Linked DNA regions of Rattus norvegicus: region 2 is linked to region 1. The links are chromatin contacts, called in public Hi-C maps. All regions are on one chromosome and are shown on one strand. Each heading gives the region's core, a stretch centred on a gene start, on an enhancer-like site or on the middle of the called end of the contact. The rest is flanking DNA. Distances are from core to core; before and after follow the strand shown. Region 1 holds the start of Abtb2 (ankyrin repeat and BTB domain containing 2). Region 2 holds the start of Lmo2 (LIM domain only 2).

Region 1 (4,487 bases), core at 1,175-3,674:
AGTTTGACTTATATTTAGATAGCTCAGATTATAATTGCCTCACTTTCAAGATAAATTTTAGGGCATTTTGTACTCTAATCTCCAGATTGTTTTTTATTTATATTTTAAATAACAAAATAGGAGATTTCATCCAAGGTAAACATTTCCAAGGATTACCTTTGTATGACTATTGGCATGAGCAATCCTAGATCTAGGTGGTGTGTGTGTGTGTGTGTGTGTGTGTGTGTGTGTGTGTGTGTGTGTGTGTGAGTGAAGGTGCTTATGAAGGCCAGAGGTGCTGGAGTTACAGGCTATCCAATGTGGGTAGTGGGAATTGAACTTGGGTCTTCTTCAAAGGCACTGTGGATTCTTACTCACTGACCTACTTCTCTGACCCAATGCTTATTAAGTTTTAAATAAAAACATAAATAACTTCTATAGCTTGTGATTGGTTGATGTATCTTCTAAATATCTTTTAATTTGTAGAGCTGCTTTTTCTTCTCTTGATTTGTTTTGCTATAGATTAGAGAAATCCATTTATTTGTCTAGAACCCTTGTGGGGCAGTTTAACATCCATGAAACTCCAGGATTTTTCTCTCAGTGCGTTTCTCTTTTTCCTCTTTTTGGTTTGTCAAAACCCAGGCTGGCTTCAAACTTTTGGAAGTCCTCCTGCTTCCTTCATCTCCTCAGTCCTGAGGTTGTAGACATGAATAACCACACCCAGTCCAAACTGGGCACATTTATGTTTGCATTTTAAGTCATCGTGTGACTTAAATACATCAATACAAATATCCCATATTTTGTGTAAGAAGCACTCTAAATCACCCTTTTAGTTAATGTACCTTTCCAGTCAAGCCTTTATTTTTGAAGAAAATGAACAAAGAAAAAAAACTTTATTTCCTGTAGATATCCACTAGAGGACGATATTTCCTTTATTATATTTCTCATAATGGGTATTAAATCCATCAAACGGTTTTTCGTGTTTTCTGAGAAGTTGAACCTCTAATTTGACTTCTAATTTCGCCTCTATAAAATGTGACTCTGTTAATTTGATGGCTTATGCCATGCACAGTGCTTCCGTCCTTGACTCTGTTTCCAATTCTAACCATCAGGAGGCAACGTCTCATGTACTCCAGGAAAGGAAAAATTAAGTAAAACTGCCAAATAAAAAGTCGTTTTACGGGGAAAGGGATCATTAATTTAAGGAAAGAGACAAACCAGACTTTTTTAGTTCGTATCCAACTCACGGCCCAAGGTCAGAACTGTAAAATACAGCACAAAGGAGCCATTCAGGAGCTGGCGAAGAGGACTTGGGACGAACGTTGTGCACAATCCGCGCTTTGATTTTGCAGTTCTGCTGGAGGGGGCTGGTGCACGCTTGTGCACGTGCGTGTGAATAGTTATGGGGGAGCAGCTGGTCCTGCGAGAGCTGGGCGTGGATCTGTGCAATCAGTAGCTCTCTTGCGAGCCGCTTGGGGTGCACCTGGGCGCTGCTGAAAGGCAGCAATTCACTGTACCCAGGGGGCACCGAGTCCCGAGGGGACAGAAGACCTGCCGACCCGCAGGTCACTCCAGCAAGTCCTTAAAAGGGAACACCTGCATGCAGGAGGCGTTCAGTGCAGGTCCTCGTTTTTCATCTGGTTCCTCTTCAGGCACTCCTTTTCCACCTCGGACAAAAAGGGTCCTTCTGACAGGACACCAGTAATAGGGAAGTCGTGCATTCTTTAGATTAGAACTCCCACCTCCGAGGTAATCCTTGGAAAACAGGTATGAACCTACACAGGGGTGTGATCACAGGCCTTTGGATGCCGGGCCATTTTCAGGTCCCAGTTTAAAACATTCTGTTCCGATCCGAGCCTAAAGGCAATATAAACAAAAGCAGACAGATTTGAGAAGAGAAGCAGAGGTGCTTCCCCTCCCTCCAAGCATAAATAGCTTTCCGTTTCTCAAAAGAGAAGGAGGAGGGGCTTGGTAGAAAGTCGACTAGAAAGGTGGGTAGGGTCTCCTCCCGGTTTTCTCTTCCCACTTTCCTGGGCTGGCTGCTCACAGCTTCACAAGGAGCTGTCTGCCTAAGTCTAAAGCTTAGAAGGTGAGAAAGGGACAGCACATAGTCCTCAGCGCTGGGGCCTGCTTTCTGGGTTCCCCCTGCTTTCTGGGTCTCTGTGCCCCACCTCCTTGCTAGCTCGCTCGCTTGTTCTTTCCCCTCCTCAGCTCCAACCCACCCACTACAACCCATCCTCAGCCTCCTAGCCAAGAGGTTTCGCCCAACCTCCAACTCCAAGACGAGTAAGATTTGCATATTTCCCGCCCCTCTCGGAAACCATTGGCACAGCCTTTGCCCGGCGTGGCTGATGATTGGTGAACGGTCCCGGGTGTATTTGCATGCGGGCTGCTCGGGTGGACCTATCTGTGTCGGTAACCCGCGCCCAGTAGAAGTTTGTGGAGCGCTTTCTCACCGGCTGGTCCGGGACGGATAGCCGGCGCCTCGCTCTTCGGTGACCGCCCCATTCTCTCGGGATTCCTTCTCTGTGGTGACGGACGCTCTAGACGCTCGGTAAGGGAAGCTGAGGCTGGCGGCGGGAGTTCAGAGGAGGAGCGCGGAGAGGTTGCTCGCTGACAGCGGCGCGGCTGGACGCGGACGGCGTCGGGCTCTGGCCGGCTGAGAGCTTCGCCCACCTTCCCCGCGGCCTGTGCGCAGGCGATGCTGCGGCCCCGAGGCGCGGCGCGGCGAGCAGGGAGGGCGCCTCCGAGAGCCTAGAGCTGGTTTCCGTCCTCTTCCCCGGGGCAAGTGGGCATGGAACAGTGAGAGCCCCTCGCTCGGCGAGGCCGCGCGCGGAGGCTCCCCATGGCCGGGACGTACAGCTCCACATTGAAGACTCTGGAGGACTTGACCTTGGACTCCGGGTATGGGGCCGGCGACTCCTGCCGCTCGCTCAGCCTTTCGTCTTCCAAGTCCAACTCGCAGGCGCTCAACTCTTCGGCGCCGCAGCACCGCGGGGCGGCCTGGTGGTGCTACTCCGGCTCCATGAACAGCCGCCACAACAGCTGGGACACGGTGAACACAGTGCTGCCCGAGGATCCCGAAGTGGCCGACCTCTTCTCGCGCTGCCCGCGGCTCCCGGAGCTAGAGGAGTTCCCTTGGACCGAGGGAGACGTGGCTCGGGTGCTCCGCAAAAGCGTCGGCGGCCGGAGGCTGCCCTCATTCTCCGCCGAGGCTGTGAGGCGCTTGGCCGGACTCCTCCGCCGGGCGCTCATCCGCGTGGCCCGGGAGGCGCAGCGCCTAAGCGTGCTGCACGCCAAGTGTACCCGCTTCGAGGTGCAGAGTGCGGTGCGCCTGGTGCACAGCTGGGCGCTGGCCGAGAGCTGCGCGCTGGCAGCGGTCAAGGCGTTGTCCCTCTATAGCATGAGCGCTGGCGATGGGCTGCGCCGCGGCAAGTCGGCACGCTGCGGCCTCACTTTCTCCGTGGGCCGTTTCTTCCGTTGGATGGTGGACACTCGCATCTCCGTGCGCATCCATGAGTATGCGGCCATCTCGCTTACGGCTTGCATGGAGAACTTGGTGGAGGAGATCCGGGCTAGGGTCCTGGCGAGTCAGAGCCCTGATGGCGGAGGGGCAGGAGGCGGAGAGGTATCCGCTGAGGCCTTGGAGATGGTCATCAACAACGATGCCGAGCTCTGGGGAGTCCTGCAACCCTATGAGCATCTCATCTGCGGCAAGAACGCCAATGGTAAGCACGAGGGGGTGTGGGTGAGGAAAACAGGCTGGGTGGGCCACCCCAGGAATGGGATTTCTTAGGCGCAAGCTGTGAAGTGTACCACGTCTCTGAGAGAAATGGAATTCTGGGAGAATTCTTAAGTGGAAATCTTGTCAAAGGTTGTTTTTAGGTTTCTTAACTTTTGGAGGATAAAGTTGTGATTAATGTTCTGTTGGCTGTGCGCTAATTGGGTGAGAATGGGTGTCTGGACCAAACTACTCCTGAACCACTCTCTAAAGTGAGGCTTGCAGCCCTGCTATGGTTTGCCCTGTTTAGTTGGATCTCTAGGAGTCTATTTTCACCCTCACTGTGGTTCTTCAGCACAGTGGCAGCAAGGATCTGTACTCTCAAAACCTGAGCCTTGGATAAATGGGCTGAGTAGAGGAGAGTGGAAAGCCCAGGTTTTGGTGCTGTACCTAGGACTTAATGATGTTCAGAGTTAGGGCTCTTGACAGGAGGTGGAGGGGGAGCTCCCAGCTCTTTATATACTATATGCCAGGGGTGAGGGAAACCAGGGATTCTTGAATCTCCTTCCCAGAAAGACAGCCACATGCTGGCTTCTGGGGCTGAATTTTCCAGCTGTCATTAGCCAAGTAAGCATTTGATTAAAACCTCATGTCGAATTAAATGCACAACCTTTTAGGCTTTCCTGAAAGGAAAGATGACAGGCTCAGTAAACCACATTATGGGAATGGAGTTTGGGGGATGGGCAGCTGCATGGCGTGGAGTCTGGAAAATTAAGCCCTGGGTGGC
Region 2 (4,487 bases), core at 1,411-3,910, 410 kb after region 1:
TTTAGCTCTCGTTTTTTTACACATTCAAATCACCTCAGAGTAGCTGAAGCTACTCCAAACATGGCAGTTACTGGATGCTATGGGAAGACACCATAAGGCCATGATTGCTTTAAAATCATTCATAATAAAAAGACATAAAAAGCACATTTTGAGACTTGATTCTAAACGTTATACTTAAATTTGGGCGACTTAATTGCCCATAGAAAGGGAACGAAGTCCCACCAGTAGGCAGTAATTTCTTACAGCCGTGGTGTGTGAAATTGAAATCTTAAGATATCATCATATCAAAGGCGCACCTTCTGAAAGAAGGGCTCTCCCCAAAGAGTTGTGAAAGACAAGAAATTGACCCAAAGTCATGCAAGCTCTCCCTCTCCCTCTCCCTTCTCCCCTCCCTTTAACACATTCAGATCAAAGCATAAAGGAATCTTTATGCCCTAGACTTGGCCATTCCAAAGTTACCTCTTGGAGTCCAGGGAGATATTTATTTTAGTAACTAACCCCAATGCTATCGAATACACATACACACACACACACACACACACACACACACACACACACACACATACACACACACACACACACACACACACACATATATATATATATATATTCTGTATATATCCATTTCATTACAGATCCATGGGTCACATGCTAGGTTTTTTTTATATATATATATATATATATATATATATATATATATATTCTCATTTCATTACAAATCCATGTACCACATGTTGGATGCACAGTTCAGCCAATCCTTACACCAACTTATACCAGTTAGTAAGTCCCATTATTCCCATTTTACTAACAAGGATGCTGATAAACTCTCCTTGTTGGGCCCAGTTCACATGATGGTAAAGGGAGGCCACAGCACAGGCAGAATCCTCAGCCACTTTCTCCACGCTGTACCTTGAGGGTAGTTTTCCTGGTCACATGAGCTGCTAAGAGCCTAAATCAACCCCAGGAAGTATGGTTCTAGTGGCTCAGCATTGGAACATCAGTATTAAATAGACATACTGCTAATCACAACCCGTGTGTTTTCACTGTTTCCTTTTCTTCTTTTGGTTTTGGTTTTGAGACACTGGCTCCTGTAGCCCGGACTGGCCTTTAACTAACTTTGTAGGGGAGGATGACCTTGAATTAGTTCCTAATGCTCCTGCCCCTTCCTGGGATTACTGGCCTGTGCTACCACAAACAATGTTTATTTTCACTTCAGATAGAAATGAAAGCAGAATAACAAGTTATGTATTTATCATATAATTTAGGCTTGTGTAGACATTGTAAAGATGTTTGTTTTCTTAATTTAAAGAACAAGGACTTAAATAGGAAAATGTCTTTTTATATACTGGAGGTGGGTTTTGGACCAACCCGAGGGTATGCGCACAGACACAGATTTTAATTATTCCCCTTCAGTATAAATTTCAGGACGTGGAGGCAAGAAAATGACAGGAATCTGTGGGTGTGGTTCAGGTTAGTGCTAAGGAGAAATCAGTGAGGATTTTGCTCTGTACCAGGAACCCAGGATTTCTGTTCTGACTTCAACAATCATCTTCAGGCTATTAAAGCCGTCTTTAAAATGGGACTGAAATGCCTACGTCCTTGATCCAGGCTGTTCTTACTAACGATGGATTCTGAAGGCACTCGGAATTTTCCTCTTCACAAACCTGAAGACTGTCCTCATCATAAGCTAACGGGACTTGAACGATCATTTCTGAACTCAGTTTCAAGGAACTCGAGGCCCGGGAGAACCTAGGTTTTTCTCCCTGCAAAACTAGCTAGCTAGAGTCCTCTTCTTTCCCTTCTGCATTTCTTTGTCCTTCTAGAACTTGCCTTCAAGCCTGAAGGAGAAACCTGTCCTTTTCTTTGCTTTATATAGGGCAAAATAATAGTAAGTAACAACTGTAAGGTTCTTGATTATTGGCAAGGAACTTCCTCCGGTCCAAGTATTGCTGATACTTTGCAGAGAGGGCCAGCCTAACCGCTGGAGTTCGCTCTTTGAAAGATGCTGAGGGAGGGAATTCTGCCGCCAGCAGATGGAGAGGAGACCCGGACAACGTGGTCCCTCCCAGCCACCCTCCCTGCGGGATTAGCTGCCCCCAGCTCTGCTCAGGCGCACCTAGCGCGTGAGGTCCCTGGTCATACAGCTTGCGTCCCCTCTCTGGAGCGCAGTCGCAGCTACGAGCTTGCTGCCAGCAGAGCCGCACTGTCTCAGGCTTCGTAGAGCACCACGACCGTGGTCTTGGGACCTCGAACCCGAGACGAGCGCTCGCTAGCCAGCCACTAGCAACGCTTGCATTTCTTTCCTGCTGGAACCGCCAGGTGGTTACTTTCAGCCTGAAACCAAAGGGAAAGGGCAGAAGGGGAACTCTGAAAAGGACGGTTTAGTGGCAGCGGGCTTCTTGCCCCAGGAGTGGTGCTCAGGGAAGACTCTCGGTCTCTGCCACGGGTCCCTTTAAGAAGCCAAGTCGGGGCTGCCGCCGTCGCCGCTGCTGCTGCTGCCGCCGCTGCTGTTTGGATTCCTAATCCCCAGGAGCCCCGTTTTTTTTTTTTTAAAGGAAGAAAAAAAGGGGGAGGGGGCGGGCAGCTGTCTCTTTAAATGTGATTTCCTTCTATTGTATTTGAATCGTGATCAGGAAAAAGGAAATGAAACCAGAGACAGAGGGAAGCTGAGCGAAAATAGACCTTCGCGAGAGAGGAGGGAGCCCCGGGAGAGCCGCGCGGTCCGCTCCCCGCCCCCAGGCCGCCGCCCCCTCTCTGCCCTCGGCGCCCCGACCCCAGCGAAGGTGCGAGGGGTTCGGGGCGGCCGGGCGGAGCCGGCGACTGCGCGCGATCGGGACCGGGCGGCGGCGGCGGCGGCTGTGGTGACGGCAGCGGGACCGGGATGGAAGGTTAAGTCTTGAGCAGCGGCAGCTGTCGCAGCCGCCGGAGGGAGGCCGGGCTGCTCCCCGGCCCCCTGCCTCGGCCGCCGCGCGCGGGGCAGCTGGGTGATTCGCTCTCTCTCTTTGGCGTTTGAAGGGAGCGCGGTGACTGTCCTTGAGCGTGGAGGGGCGAGCTCGCCGGCCGAGCGACCGAGCAAGAGGAGGCGCAGGAGCGGCGGCGCCCGAGCACCCGAGGGGGTCCGAGTCCAGGCAGCTAGCCAGCCACGCGCCACAAAGGGAGCGCCCCCGCCGCCCGGCACGCCTCCCCCCTCCCCAATGTCCTCGGCCATCGAAAGGAAGAGCCTGGACCCGTCTGAGTAAGTGTGGCGCTTCTCTCCCCGCACCCCACACCGGGTCCCAGGCAAGGCGCGAGGGGCTGACTTCAGGTGCGCGCCCGCAGCATGCCCTTGGTCCCTCGGTGTCGCAGGGGTTCTCTTTCCTCGCGGGTGACTCTGGAGACACCGAGAGGGGCTGGGCGGAACTGGAGGAAGCTGTAAACTGGGATCAACCCCGCGGACCGCTCCGGGCTATCTAGAAAGCTCCCCAAACCTTCACAAGGGCCAGAAAGTTTGCCCAGGAGCAGGCACCCGGAGCTCCGAGGCACAGGTGCAGGGCAGGGAAAGTGGAGGACGAGATTCTGCCTTCTCCCCTTTCGTCCCACCCTCTCCAGATTCCCTTCCTTTTTGTCTATTTGGCTTTGGAAAGAGGGGCATCCCAACCAGAACGTCCCTGGTGTCTCTGACAGTCTACTGCCAGGCCCGGAGTAGAGCAGATAGTCGATGAGGTCCGCCTGTCCATCTGGGGACTGGTTCTGGCCTCCAGAGACTTCTAGAATTGCTAATCCGGAGTTCCTCCGGGTGCATGTTCACCCCTCCCATGAGTCTCCTATTGTGGGCATGTGAACCTCGAAAGTTGGTTCTTTTTTTTTTTTTTTTTTGTTCCAGTGTGTTTTCCTAGGGAACAGAATCTCATCAAACTTTCAGAAGGGCTTGGGGTCAGCGAACCAAGAGTTGTATGAGTATGTACTGTCTTATGCTCTGAGCTTTGCGCTGGTTTGCAAAGAACACCCCCATTCCACAGCCTGTACCCTAGCCCATTCTCTAGATTTAACAAGGGGAGCCAAGAATGAAGGTGTTGGGGGTTTTTTTTGTTTTGTTTTTTGTTGGGTTTTTTTTTTTCATGTCCACACAAATGCCCTTTTAAGAATCATTAGCTGTCTGGTTTTGAGTTTTTATTCCTTTGAAGTCCTCATCTAATCCTTTGAAGGGATTTGTTAACACAAGACCAAAGGAGCTGGTTAATGACTTGTCCATTTGGGCTTTTAAGACGCATTTGTTTTGGTGGGGTTTTTTCCTCCTTTTCTTTTCCTGCTTTAAAAGAATTGTGCTTTCCTGCTGAAGTTTTCCTACTCGCCTCCCCCCCTTCAATTTCAGTCTTGTGTGGTGTTTATTTACCTGGGCTTTACCCTCAGTCAGCAGCATAAAAACCCAGCGTGTTCTCATAAAATACAGGAAGTCCCACGATCCAACGAGAATATAAACATCACTCTTCAGTCTTGAAGGTTAAGAC

The links. Hi-C and Micro-C count contacts between places; a contact is called where the count stands out from the background.
Region 2: a contact with region 1 is called in a Hi-C map of Schwann cells, with 9 times the contacts expected there. The contact joins the promoter of Lmo2 here to the promoter of Abtb2 in region 1. A contact is called at or near these places in 4 of 12 Hi-C or Micro-C datasets (Schwann cells, frontal cortex, hepatocytes and 1 more).

Annotation. Positions count from the first base shown.
Region 1 is chr3:110,407,248-110,411,734 of GRCr8, forward strand. It overlaps Abtb2 (ankyrin repeat and BTB domain containing 2), which reads left to right and starts at 2,425. Exons shown (of 17, transcript NM_134403.2): 1 at 2,425-3,707. The coding sequence starts at 2,825. LOC120101613 (a long non-coding RNA gene) reads right to left here and starts at 2,575. Exons shown (of 2, transcript XR_005502311.2): 1 at 2,436-2,575; 2 at 807-1,836. It overlaps LOC120101612 (a long non-coding RNA gene), which reads left to right and starts at 3,714. Exons shown (of 2, transcript XR_005502310.2): 1 at 3,714-4,487.
Region 2 is chr3:110,818,793-110,823,279 of GRCr8, forward strand. It overlaps Lmo2 (LIM domain only 2), which reads left to right and starts at 2,661. Exons shown (of 4, transcript NM_001037358.2): 1 at 2,661-2,888; 2 at 3,016-3,235. The coding sequence starts at 2,882. It overlaps LOC102552075 (a long non-coding RNA gene), which reads right to left and starts at 2,356. Exons shown (of 3, transcript XR_005502316.2): 1 at 2,117-2,356.